Regions from separate parts of the Zea mays genome. Here regions 1 and 3 are each linked to region 2. A link is a contact called in public Hi-C data. All regions are on one chromosome and are shown on one strand. Each heading gives the region's core, a stretch centred on a gene start, on an enhancer-like site or on the middle of the called end of the contact. The rest is flanking DNA. Distances are from core to core; before and after follow the strand shown.

What was found. Hi-C and Micro-C count contacts between places; a contact is called where the count stands out from the background.
Region 1: a Hi-C map of ear shows a contact between it and region 2, with 2.5 times the contacts expected there. The contact joins the promoter of LOC103637666 here to the promoter of LOC103637669 in region 2. A contact is called at or near these places in 3 of 25 Hi-C or Micro-C datasets (ear and tassel).
Region 3: a contact with region 2 is called in a Hi-C map of tassel, with 1.6 times the contacts expected there. The contact joins the promoter of LOC118476026 here to the promoter of LOC103637669 in region 2. A contact is called at or near these places in 2 of 25 Hi-C or Micro-C datasets (ear and tassel).

The regions. Positions count from the first base shown.
Region 1 is chr1:94,357,201-94,361,284 of Zm-B73-REFERENCE-NAM-5.0, forward strand. It overlaps LOC103637666 (homeobox-leucine zipper protein HOX1-like), which reads left to right and starts at 1,586. Exons shown (of 4, transcript NM_001331124.1): 1 at 1,586-1,973; 2 at 2,059-2,423; 3 at 2,514-2,593; 4 at 2,692-3,268. The coding sequence starts at 1,745. The coding sequence ends at 2,977.
Region 2 is chr1:94,778,708-94,782,554 of Zm-B73-REFERENCE-NAM-5.0, forward strand. It overlaps LOC103637669 (protein ARABIDILLO 1), which reads left to right and starts at 1,994. Exons shown (of 12, transcript XM_008660227.3): 1 at 1,994-3,756; 2 at 3,844-3,847. The coding sequence starts at 2,395.
Region 3 is chr1:94,511,809-94,515,466 of Zm-B73-REFERENCE-NAM-5.0, forward strand. LOC118476026 reads left to right here and starts at 1,342. Exons shown (of 2, transcript XM_035964054.1): 1 at 1,342-2,219. The coding sequence starts at 1,886.

The sequences.
Region 1 (4,084 bases), core at 336-2,835, 420 kb before region 2:
GACAGTCGCGTCGACGATGATTGTAAGCTGGTCCCCGGGCCACCTCCGGCACCGCATCACACCGCGTGGGTGGGGGTGGGGCAGCTGCAGCCCCGCGCGGCGCAGACAACCAGGGAGCGGGTGCCGGTGCCGGTTGCGCGCGAGGGGACAGCGCGATGGCTGACGAGGCCCGCGCGGCGTCGGCATGCGTCCGGGGGCGGGGGCACACCTCATAATTGCCCGAAAACCCACGGCCCAATCACGTCTGGCGTGCCGTGCATCCCAATCCGCATTCATACCACTGCGCCATTCCGTGGCAGCGCACAAACGTTTCCAGATACTCGTACTGTAGCTTTGCAACGTTCCGGCCGTGTGCCGGTCCGCACTCTGGTCTGGATCGACGTACGTAGCCCGACACCTTAAAACTAGGGCTGGGCATTCGGTCTATTAGGGTAATTCGGTTCGGTCTATTCGGGTTTTTGAAATTTCGGGTTATGAAAAATGAGAACCGAAATTTCCAAAATAATTTTAGGAACCGAACCCGAATAGACCCATAATTTCGGTTCGGTCTATTCGGTCCACCGAATAGACTCGAATAGTAGAGAGACTATTATCTTTTGTTAAAATATATACAATTTATAATTAATTGGAAGTACTATTATTACAATAAGTGACTATAGAAAATAGCATACTGAGATATATATACTATCGTTAAGATGATATCATAATTTTTAGCTAATAAACTCATAAATCATATAATAATATCATCATATATTAAGAGGTTTTTTATATTTCGGGTTATTCGGTCTATTCGGGTTTTAAAGCTTAGGAACCGAGCCCGAACCCATAATCCGAAATATATCACATATAGGAACCGAACCCGAACCCGAAAACCCGAATAGACCGATAATTCGGTCTATTCGGGTTCGGGTTCGGGTTTCGGTTTTAAAATGCCCACCCCTACTTAAAACCTTCACTAAAACTACTAGAACGGATTAAGGGCCTATTCGATCATATATATTTGACTTTCAGGAAAGACACGTCCACGGAATGTACGGTAGACAACATCTTTGACCAGATTACTGTCACCCCCTACTAATTGTAGAAAACTTGTGGCACGCATGCGCGACAGCAGGAGCGAAGACCGAGTTTTCTGCGTTCTGTCTTAAGGACGAGCAGCGACAGTAGCCGCAGCATCCGTCCAGCGCAGCGCCGGGATCCCGGCGGCACCGATAGACGACCCGGTTGCGATCGATGCCCGGCGTCGTACGGTTTCCGAGCAGCCGCGCGCGCGTCGCGGGAGCGGGAGCAACGGGGAATCCGCGAAGGGACACACGGATCGCCATCGCCGAGGCATCGGTGATCCACCCATCCCGCGCGAGCCCGTGCCGTGGGGGGACATGTCAAGCAAGAGAGAGGCGCCAGCGCCACCGCTACGTGCCGCCTGGACCCCCCAGGTTCAGCTGATGATTGGGCTGCGCCGGCGAGGGTGACGCGGCTGCCCACACCTCACCTCACCTCACCGATACTATTATGATACCTTGACCTTTCGTCCCTCCCTGCACTCCACGTCTCCACCCCCACAGAGTATCCCCGGCCGTGCGCGTCCTCTTTAAAAGCAAGACCCTCCCCTTCCTCCTCACTGCCACACCACATCGACAGCTCCATCGATTCATCCACCGCTATCTCTCTCTCTCTCTCTCTCTCTCTCTCTCTCTCTCTCTTTCAACTGTAAGGGAAACCGAGCTCAAAGTGGCAACCATCAATGGATATTATGGCGCTTAATGCGAGAGACGAGGAGCAGTACGGGAACAACCATCTCGGGCTCGGGCTGAGCCTCAGCCTCGGCCTCGGCGTCGCCACCGCGGCTCCGGTCGAGGTCGAGCCCCCGCCACCGCCGCGGCAGCAGCAGCAGCGAGCTATCAGCGTCGCGCCCATCACCTCCCTCCCCGCGCCGCAGTGGTGGAAGTGGAACGGCCCCGGTCTCTTCTTCGGTGAGTAATTGATTCAAAGAGCAGACACCGCATGCATGACGCCGTTCCTCTAATCCTGACAGAGATACTGCGCGCATGCATGCAGGGACGACAATGGATCAGCAGCAGCAGCCGGCGGCCGCGCGCCACGGCCACGAGATGCCGTTCCTGCGGGGGGTGGACGTGAACCGGGCCCCTGCCGGGGATACCAGGAGGGGTAGCTGCAGCGAGGACGACGAGGAGCCTGGCGGCGCGTCGTCGTCGCCAAACAGCACGCTCTCCAGCAGCCTCAGCGGGAAGCGCGCAGCTCCGGCGAGGAGCGGCGGAGAGGTGGCCGACCACACCCCGAGAGCCGGAGGCGGCAGCGACGACGAGGACTCCGGCGGTGGGTCGCGCAAGAAGCTCCGCCTGTCCAAGGACCAGGCCGCCGTCCTCGAGGAGAGCTTCAAGGAGCATAACACACTCAACCCCGTACGTGTATAATTACTTATATCCTCCAAAAAGAAACATCGATCAACCTTCAACTCGATCTAATAATAATAAGAACCGTTGGCTGATCAGAAGCAGAAGGCGGCGCTGGCGAAGCAGCTGAACCTGAAGCCGCGTCAGGTGGAGGTGTGGTTCCAGAACCGCAGAGCCAGGTGAACAAAGCAGCGCCCTTGAAGCAGCACACGCATGCCATTTATACTGACTCATCCTCCGTGGCTAATACTAGTCTAATAATAATATTATCGTTCAGGACGAAGCTGAAGCAGACGGAGGTGGACTGCGAGTTCCTGAAGCGCTGCTGCGAGACGCTGACGGAGGAGAACCGGCGGCTGCAGCGGGAGGTGGCGGAGCTGCGCGTGCTCAAGCTCGTGGCGCCGCACCACTACGCGCGCATGCCGCCGCCCACCACGCTCACCATGTGCCCCTCCTGCGAGCGCCTCGCCTCCGCGTCCGCGTCCGCCGACCAGGCGGGCCGTGCAGGGCCCTGCTGGGGCCCTCTCCCCGTGTTCGTCGACGGCCCAGCCCGGAGGCCGTGATCCACGACCACGATATGGCATGAGATGGATGCGCTTGCTAATCGCTACCGCTAGCTAAGTAGCTAGTGCTAATTAGGGCTGGATCTTCTTTTTTTCTTTGTTTGGTTCTTATTATACTCGCAGGCTATTACAGCTTAGTAGTGTTTATTAGTCCGATATGATAAAAATCTTCGTTGTTTGGCAGTGTTTTATTTGCTGAAAAATAGATAACGATGTCTTATGTCTTTGTACTCATAAGTGATGCAAAATTGTCTTACTACTACTTTGCATATATAAGGTTTCAGTTGTTAATTGCTCCAAGTCTGAAGTTTCTGACGTCGATGTTTTGAGTCCGAGGACAGACGGAACCATCCTGCTTTTCCTCCCCCGTGTTCTTACTCTGTGGAAAAATAGAGGAACCCAACAAGAGCGGAGGAGGTGAAAGGATGGCGTCATGTCATCCGCCAGACCACAGGAACGTCAGGGTGCGTTCGCATTCCTTGACTGTCTCCGCGGCTGGCCACACGGCACGCAGCAGTGCAGCACGGCAGGGCTCCGCTGAATGAACCGGCAGGCAAGGAGCGTGTTGCGCCGTCTGAAATGGGCGGGCGCAGGACAAAAGTTTTTCTGGTCAAATTCCGGCGAAATGTCCTATCGAACTGATTCGAACAGTTGACTGGAAAGAACGTAAAAAACGAGGTCACTGATCCAATTGATTTCTCAATTTCAAGAGGGAGAAAAAAAAAGAGATAAGATCCATGGATCTCCGCTGCCTACTTTACTTGGAGTACGACCTGAACCCATCTGCTACTACTGCCTCCTGACAAAACGTTTTCGTAGGAACTCATGAGCTCCTCCAATTTTTGTTTTTGTTTTTGTTTTTGTTTTTGGGTATGATTTCGGAGAAATTGAGCAGAAGATCAAGCCGAGAGCAGTAGGATTCCCCACATGATGTGTCATGCAGCGAACAGAGATTTGATTAGTGCCGCTAGTTCCAGCATTAGCGCAAGCACTGCCATGATTAAACTAGAGCTTAGCAGCAGTAGACAGGTGCAGGTGTGGCTGCATGATTTGTTTGGTCCCGCGCGCGCGCGCTCGTCAGTGAGGCCTGAGCCTTTGTGGGGGGGG
Region 2 (3,847 bases), core at 744-3,243:
GCACGTGACTTTGGTCCCAAAGTTCAACCCGGAAACCCTCTAGGGACTCAAAGCACCAGATCAGAGTACAATGCAAACCAGCGTCGTTTGTATGCAACAAAAACCTTAAAACTGCAGACCTAACTTTCTGGAAAAAACAGAGTCAAAATCAGCAGGAAATTAGAGCGGCAATGTCAGCCTCCGGTAGTGCAGGGCACTGAAAAATGCCTAGAACGATCTCAAACTTCATATATAGTTTGCGTAGGGTAGAAGATGGTTACTGGTGAAGTATGAACCTGAACAAATCAAAAATCAAAGAGCAGATCAGAAAACCCAAGAGATATGGGGTCTTGTTGGGGGTTTCTCAAAACGAATTCAAATGAGAATAAACTCAGATCACGGTCAAGAACTGCACCATGAGGGCATACACAGTGATCCAAAGAGTCTATCTCCACCAAAATCAATCTCCAACAGTACCCATGTCACAAGAAATCGAAGGTTCTCTATAAATTCACAAGAGAAGGGAAAGGGAGAAACTAAGAACACAAAACTTCAGAATTTCAGCAAGGAAGTGACCAAAACATGTAGGCTGTACCGACGACTCTTGTCGGATTAAACTCGAAGAACGCAAACACAGTCGACAGTTACAAAATCGTTGTGGATCCTTGGCTAAAATTAGAGCAGTCTAGAGATGGAAAATATGAGAGCTAGAACCCTAAGCCAAAACAATTGGTGACCAAGTAATTCTAGACTAACCAACCCTCCCCTCTATTTATAGAGGATTATTTCTATTTCCTAAACTACCACTATTTACATAGAGACTATCCACTCCGCCAGGGGCAAAATAGACCAACTCATAGGTTTTCGAGGACGTGAAGGACGACAACGACTGCATGACACTGCTCGACGCATTTGTCTATATCGGGATGACTTCCCCTGTCCTGTGCGTCTAGTGATAGTCCCATGACCTATAACAACAGTAGATCTTGATTTTATGGAGTCGAAAATTTTATTGTTAGTGTAGCATTATTATAATTCTATGTAGAGATTCCTGTTAGGCCTTGTTTGTTTCGTTGGAATTGAATTCCATTTTAATAATTATAATTTAGACAAAACTAATTAAGTTCATATATTTATATATGTAATATATTTGCATATTATCCTAAATCATATGAGAGAGATAATTATATAATACATTTATGTTGTAGCAAAGCAAGTAAAAGAGTCTGTTATAAGTTGTACATCGGAAAAATAACATGTAAATCTATAGAATCAATTTCCATCTCTCACCCATGAATTTAAGATAACCTTATATAATAACTTTGGAAAGTGGTGAAATATCACGTTCTAAAAAAATAGCCTATTCCATTAGTAAGATTCCAATTCCTACAAATGAAAGAAAACAAACGGGACCTAACAAAGACAAAGATAAAAAAAATCTATTTCTCTGCAAATATCTCTGCAAGTGTTTGTAGGGATCTACAAGAAATATTTTAATCACAGAGACAAAAATAAAAATCTATTTCTCGACAAACAATTCTCGGTTGCTATTCCTAGTTGTAGCAAAAGGGAGGAGACGTAAACGCTAAAGCCGACGGGTGAGCGTCTCAGGGTGTGTTTGGTTTGGCTTTTGGCTTTGGCTTTTGCCCCCTAAAAGCCAAAAGCCAAACCAAAGGGCTGGATCCAGAAAACAGCTTTTTCTAAAAGCTGACTTTCTCGCAGTGCAAAACTGAAAGCACCCTTGGACCTGCTTTTAGTGGCTTTTGGATGGAACTGTGAAAACATATATTTAAGAACTTTTAACGGCTTTTAGTGGTTTCCACCAAACGGTTTTTAGCTTTTTAACAGCTCACAGCCCACAGCAGCTTTTTCCACAGCTCACAGGCCACAGTAGCTTTTTTCACAGCCACAACCCAACCAAACATACCCTCAGTGAGGCGTTGGAGAGCGTCGGAGGGCTGAGCCCCCTACGCTTGCCATTGCCGGCAGGCGTATTTGGACTGGAGCTCGGAGTACGCATACGCAGGTGCATATACGCATACGCCATATATAATGTCCGAACCCACTTCCACCTCGTCCTGACCTCCCATCCTTTCTCTTAGCAGGAGGTGAGGAAAGGGGACGGAAGCACGCAGACCGGGTCGGATCCACCGGCCCGCGGAACGGATCGAGGCCACCGGCATCCTCGGCTCGCGTCGCGTCGCGGCGCCGAGCTCGAAATCCCCGGATCGGTGCAGCTGCCCCCTGCCGCCGCCCGATAACGCGGCGGGAGGGTGGTGGCCTGTCGATCTCGCGGCGGGAGCTGGTTAACTACCTGCCAATTTGTGGATTTGTGTGCGTGCTTGATTTTGGTGCGTGTGTGGTGGTGTTGAGTCGCCGGCGTGGGGTGTCGGAGCTAGGGTTTGGGCGTTCAGGATGACGCGCCGGGTGCGGCGGCGGACATGCAGGGAACGGGAGGGTAAGGTGGTGCGGGGCGCATCGCGTGTTGTTTCGGCTGGGCCGGAAGGCGAGGAGGATGCGGCGGCGGTGGAGGTGGACTGGAGGGCGCTGCCGGACGACACGGTGCTGCAGCTCTTTGCGCGGCTGAACTACCGCGACCGCGCCAGCATGGCGTCAGCGTGCCGGGCTTGGCGAGCGCTGGGCTCGTCACCCTGCTTGTGGAGGACGCTCGACCTCCGCGCACATCGCTATGACAGGGAGGTGGCGTCGTCGCTTGCCTCGCGGTGCGGGAGCCTGCGTCGGATACGCTTGCGCGGCCACGAGGCGGCAGAGGCCGTCCTGGGCCTCCGTGCGCGTGGTCTTCGCGAGGTGGTGGCCGATGGCTGCCGCGGCCTCACAGATGCCACGCTCGCTGTCCTCGCCGCGCGGCACGAGGACCTCCAGAGCCTCCAGATCGGGCCCGATCCTCTCGAGCGCATCTCTAGCGACGCCCTCCGCCACGTCGCGCTTTGTTGCTCGCAGCTCTGCCGCCTTCGCCTCTCGGGTCTCCGTGAAGTTGACGCGGAGGCCGTCGGAGCGCTCGCCCGGTGCTGCCCCCTCCTCGAGGATGTGGCTTTCCTCGATTGTGGCACCGTGGATGAGGCCGCCCTTGCTGGTATCCACTCTGTCCGATTCCTCTCTGTAGCAGGATGCCGGAACCTGAAATGGGCTACTGCATCCACCTGCTGGACCCAGCTTCCCTCCCTCATTGCCCTTGACGTCTCCCGCACTGATGTTCCGCCAAGTGCTGTTTCACGCCTCATTTCCCATGCCAAAACCCTCAAGCTAATATGCACGCTGAACTGCATTTCTGTTGAGGAGGAACAGCTTCACAATCCTGCTGTATTTAGTAACTCTAAGGGCAAGGTCGTGCTAACGATTAACAGCGATATCTTCAAATCTTTTGAGACCATGTTTCCAGTTGTGGATGTGAAAGAGCATGAGTTTTTCAATCAATGTAACTGGAGTCACAAAGACAAGATACCTGGTGATACGATGACATGGCTCGAATGGATCCTGTCACAGTCACTTCTCCGAATTGCAGAGTCCAACCCACAAGGCATGGATGGTTTCTGGCTGCAGAAGGGCACTACACTGCTGCTTAGACTGTTGAAGAGTTTACAGGAGGATGTGCAGGAGCGGGCAGCTACGTCGCTTGCTACGTTTGTAGTTATGGATGATGAGAGTGCAAATGTGGATCCTGCAAGGTCGGAGGCAGTGATGCAGAATGGGGGCATTCGAATGTTGCTGGACCTTGCAAGGTGCTCAAGGGAGAGCGCACAATCTGAAGCAGCAAAAGTAATAAATTGTTCCTCTCTTCCCTTCGTATTTAGTGTTCTTGCTTGCATTTACCATCTTCTCACATTAGTTAATGTCACCATGCAGGCTA
Region 3 (3,658 bases), core at 92-2,591, 270 kb before region 2:
TGTTTGGCATAATCAAGTGGTCAGACAACCTTGGAAGCGACCAATGGCATGGTCGACCAGCCTATGGGGTGGTCGGGCAGCCAGGGGTGGCCGACTGCCCATGGTTCTTCCATGACTAGGGCATTGGCCCTAGGGCAGTGGAAAAACTAATTTGGGGAATTGTGTAAAGCCTAAATTTTATATAGAAAAAAATCAAAATAAATAAATAGAAATATTATTATGTAAGCAGGTTTTATATTTATGGAACCGTTGAAGATTACTTGATTATTGTGCATATTCAAACAAAGGAATTATATTGGTCAAATAAATAAATAAATAAATAAAATTATGATGTTTTGAGAATTTTGAAAAACCTTTGGATATTATTGGGTTTCTTTTGTTCTTGAATAAATGGGATTAAACTAGCCAAATAATAAAAATAAATAAAAATAGAAACATGTACCTCATGATAAAGTTCTTGCATTTTTGTAGCCAAATTGTGAGACAAGTTAAATTAGGAAATTAGAATTTGAGATAGGAATAGGAAAGAAAAGAAGAGGGAAGGAAAAGAATATATATAAATAATATATATATATATATAAATGCATCTCTACAGATTGGAACTTTTATTGGAACATTTAATCCATATGTGGATCTATCAAACAAATTGGAATTTAAAAACCTAAAGTTGAAATGGAAAATATGAATTGGAAATAAATAAAAGAAAAAGAAAAGAAAGGGGGGATTCTCGCTTGGGCCACGTTTCCTTGGTCGGCCCGGTTCCCTCAGCCCACTACCAGGCCAGCCCAACACGACCGCGCCCCCTTCTCCCTAGGGATGGCAGCAGGTCAGGTTTTGTTCGGGTATAATAATACCCGACCCAAAATTGTACCCGAGACTTCTACAAATATATATACCCACCAAGCCAATCGGGCGAGAAACTGTACCCGTACCCATGCCCATCGGGTATCCACCAGGTATCGGGTATCCAGTAGATATGTTATTGTAGACTAAATAACATTCGGTCAGTGTTATAATAAATGCATAAAATATGTTAGTTTACATCTAAGCACCAATGCAACACGAGAATGACTATATGTGGCTACACGTTGATACAATATCTCAACTCATAATTATCACATCCAATAAATTTAAATTTGAGTACAAAGAATAAAAGCTTAATGAGTTCATGACAGTTGACAGTTATAACATTGTCAATGTCTCATTGGTCTCGATTACATTACAGTTGACTGTTAACACAACACAATTAATATTCATTAATCAACAACACATGCGAGTGAGTTTTTCTAGTGAATGTAGCACATTTTTAGTGGATGTAGCACATTTAAAAAGGTATATTGATATTTCGGGTATCCACTGGATACCCGTGGGTAAAGTATTTTACCCATACCCGACCCGATGTATTTCGGGTATCCGACCCGATAGGACCCACGGGTGAGTTTTTGTACGCGTATCTATATCCGGTGGGTACGAAACCCGCGGGTATCCATACCCACGGGTCCAACTGCCATCTCTACTTCTCCCTTCCTCTGGGTCGATGACGCGCGGGACCGCCTAGCTAGTCACCCTATGCGCGCCCCAAACCCGCTCGCGCCACTGTCTTGCGGGACCGAATCGTCAGGCGCAGAGTCTTCCTCCCCGAGATCTCAGGCAACATACCCGCGAACTGGGCGCGGTCAAGAACTGACTCCCCAAGGATGCCGCGACTGTGCAACTCTCAACCGGATTCTGGTTCTCGAAGTATATAAGCCACCTTTCCCCTTACCTCCCTAATCCCCCAGCTCACCATCCCGAGATCTTCCCCCGATCGACCTTGTCATTCCTACGGCCATGTCGTCGACGGCAGCCATGGGCAATTGATGAACTCGACCAGCTCTCTGAGTCCATGCAGCTGGACGCCTCGCTACCTGCGGGCGATGACCCGTCCGATGAGACCGCCTCGCACCGCCCCTCCATCATTCTCAATGCCGTCGCGCTCGACAATATCGGTGCTGGCAAGTCGGCTGTGTGGAACAGCCTCATCGGCCACCCTGTGCTGCCCACGGAGGGAAAACCACGCGTCGCGGACCGCCGGGAACCCGGGCGCGGTGGAATCTTGCGCGGTGGTCTGCTGGTGAAGTCGGAATCGCTCACCAGTGCCAACTTGTCGCCTTGCGCCCGCCATATATCGTGGCCAGCAACTCCTGCTCTACAATCGCTGGAAATACCGCCTTCAGCAGGTTCGTCGTAGCCACCACTTTGTTGAGCCGGTTTTGATTCGGGTTTCATGGCACCTGTGCACTGGATTGGGAACGCGCCGGTGATGCCGTCGTTGTGCGCTCTACGCCGCCATGGGTGACCAGCGGATTGGGGGAAGAATGCGTGCTGCTGTTGGATTCTAATCAACGGTGGAGATTAGGCAGGAGAGTAACTCTTCGTGAAATAGATCTGGGTCGTGTACCTTGGATCGTGCGTACAAGAACGGATCGGGATCACTTTAAATCTGGACTGTGGATGGTCAATCCAATGGAACCCTTTAGCATACCGTTTAGGGCGGGTGTGGGCGTTGATCTGCCTCGTCCGTTTTTAATCTAACGGCTGGCATAGCATACCGCTTCGCTTTAATGGAGGATCTAATTGCGACCGCAAAACTCAGATCCAACGGCCAGTAGTTGTCCATACCCATTGACCGTGCGCAATTTGTTAAAGAGTCCCTGGTTTATAGGATTTCAACCCGCGCTCTACCACTGTGTAAAAGTAATTCGGTATAGGCCCCTGGTTTTTATAAAGTGCACCCTGTGCTTTCCGGAAATTGTGTCCGCAGTCCAGGAAGTGAATAAATTGAATAAAATAATTCAGAAAATGTTTTCTAACATAGAAATAAACCTATAATCTTATTTAATGCATATTTAATTCATCTTAGCTCCGAATTAATTTATTCCAGTTGCTATAAAATCATAATAATATTGTTTATCATATGGTAACCTTATTTTATTATGAAACATGAGTATAATTTATGCACTTAATTTCTTTTGTGTCCAACACTTAAATCTTTATAAAATCATAACTTTATAACCGTAACTCCGAATTTAGTGGTTCCCGTTCCCACGATCTCGTTACGACGTATGGAATATTATTATTCAGTTTGTGCTTATGTTTGGTGTGATGTTAATTTTGCCTATACACTGTTTGTCTCTATTGCTACGTTTAGCAGTGAGGACACGTGTCATCTGAAGAGCAAGTTGGTCTGAAATCTCAAGTGCCAGGAAAGTTGTGCCCTTCACCATTTCTTTACCCAAAAATGTTCTTTAATATCACTTATTATTGCATAGGTTTAATTTTGATGAGACCCAATAGGTCACCCTAGTCGGTTTATCATTACTCCCTTGTTTACTCCTGATTCATTTAGGTAGTTATGTTATTGCTTTACATGATTTTGGGTTAATATTTCATTATATCCTTGTTCCAATTATTTTGTTATTTTATTTATGTTCATGTCAAGATCATTAATGTTAATTGGAACAAGGAGCTTAACTTGAGAAGCACATGCCACCACAAGGGTGGAATGGGACACCCTTGGCTGACTAATTAGGAAAGCTAGTGGAAGACTACCTTACCCGAAAGGGGCAAGGGCAGTATGGGAGTTGCATGCAGGGAGGTTCTCGGGTTGATTTTGCTG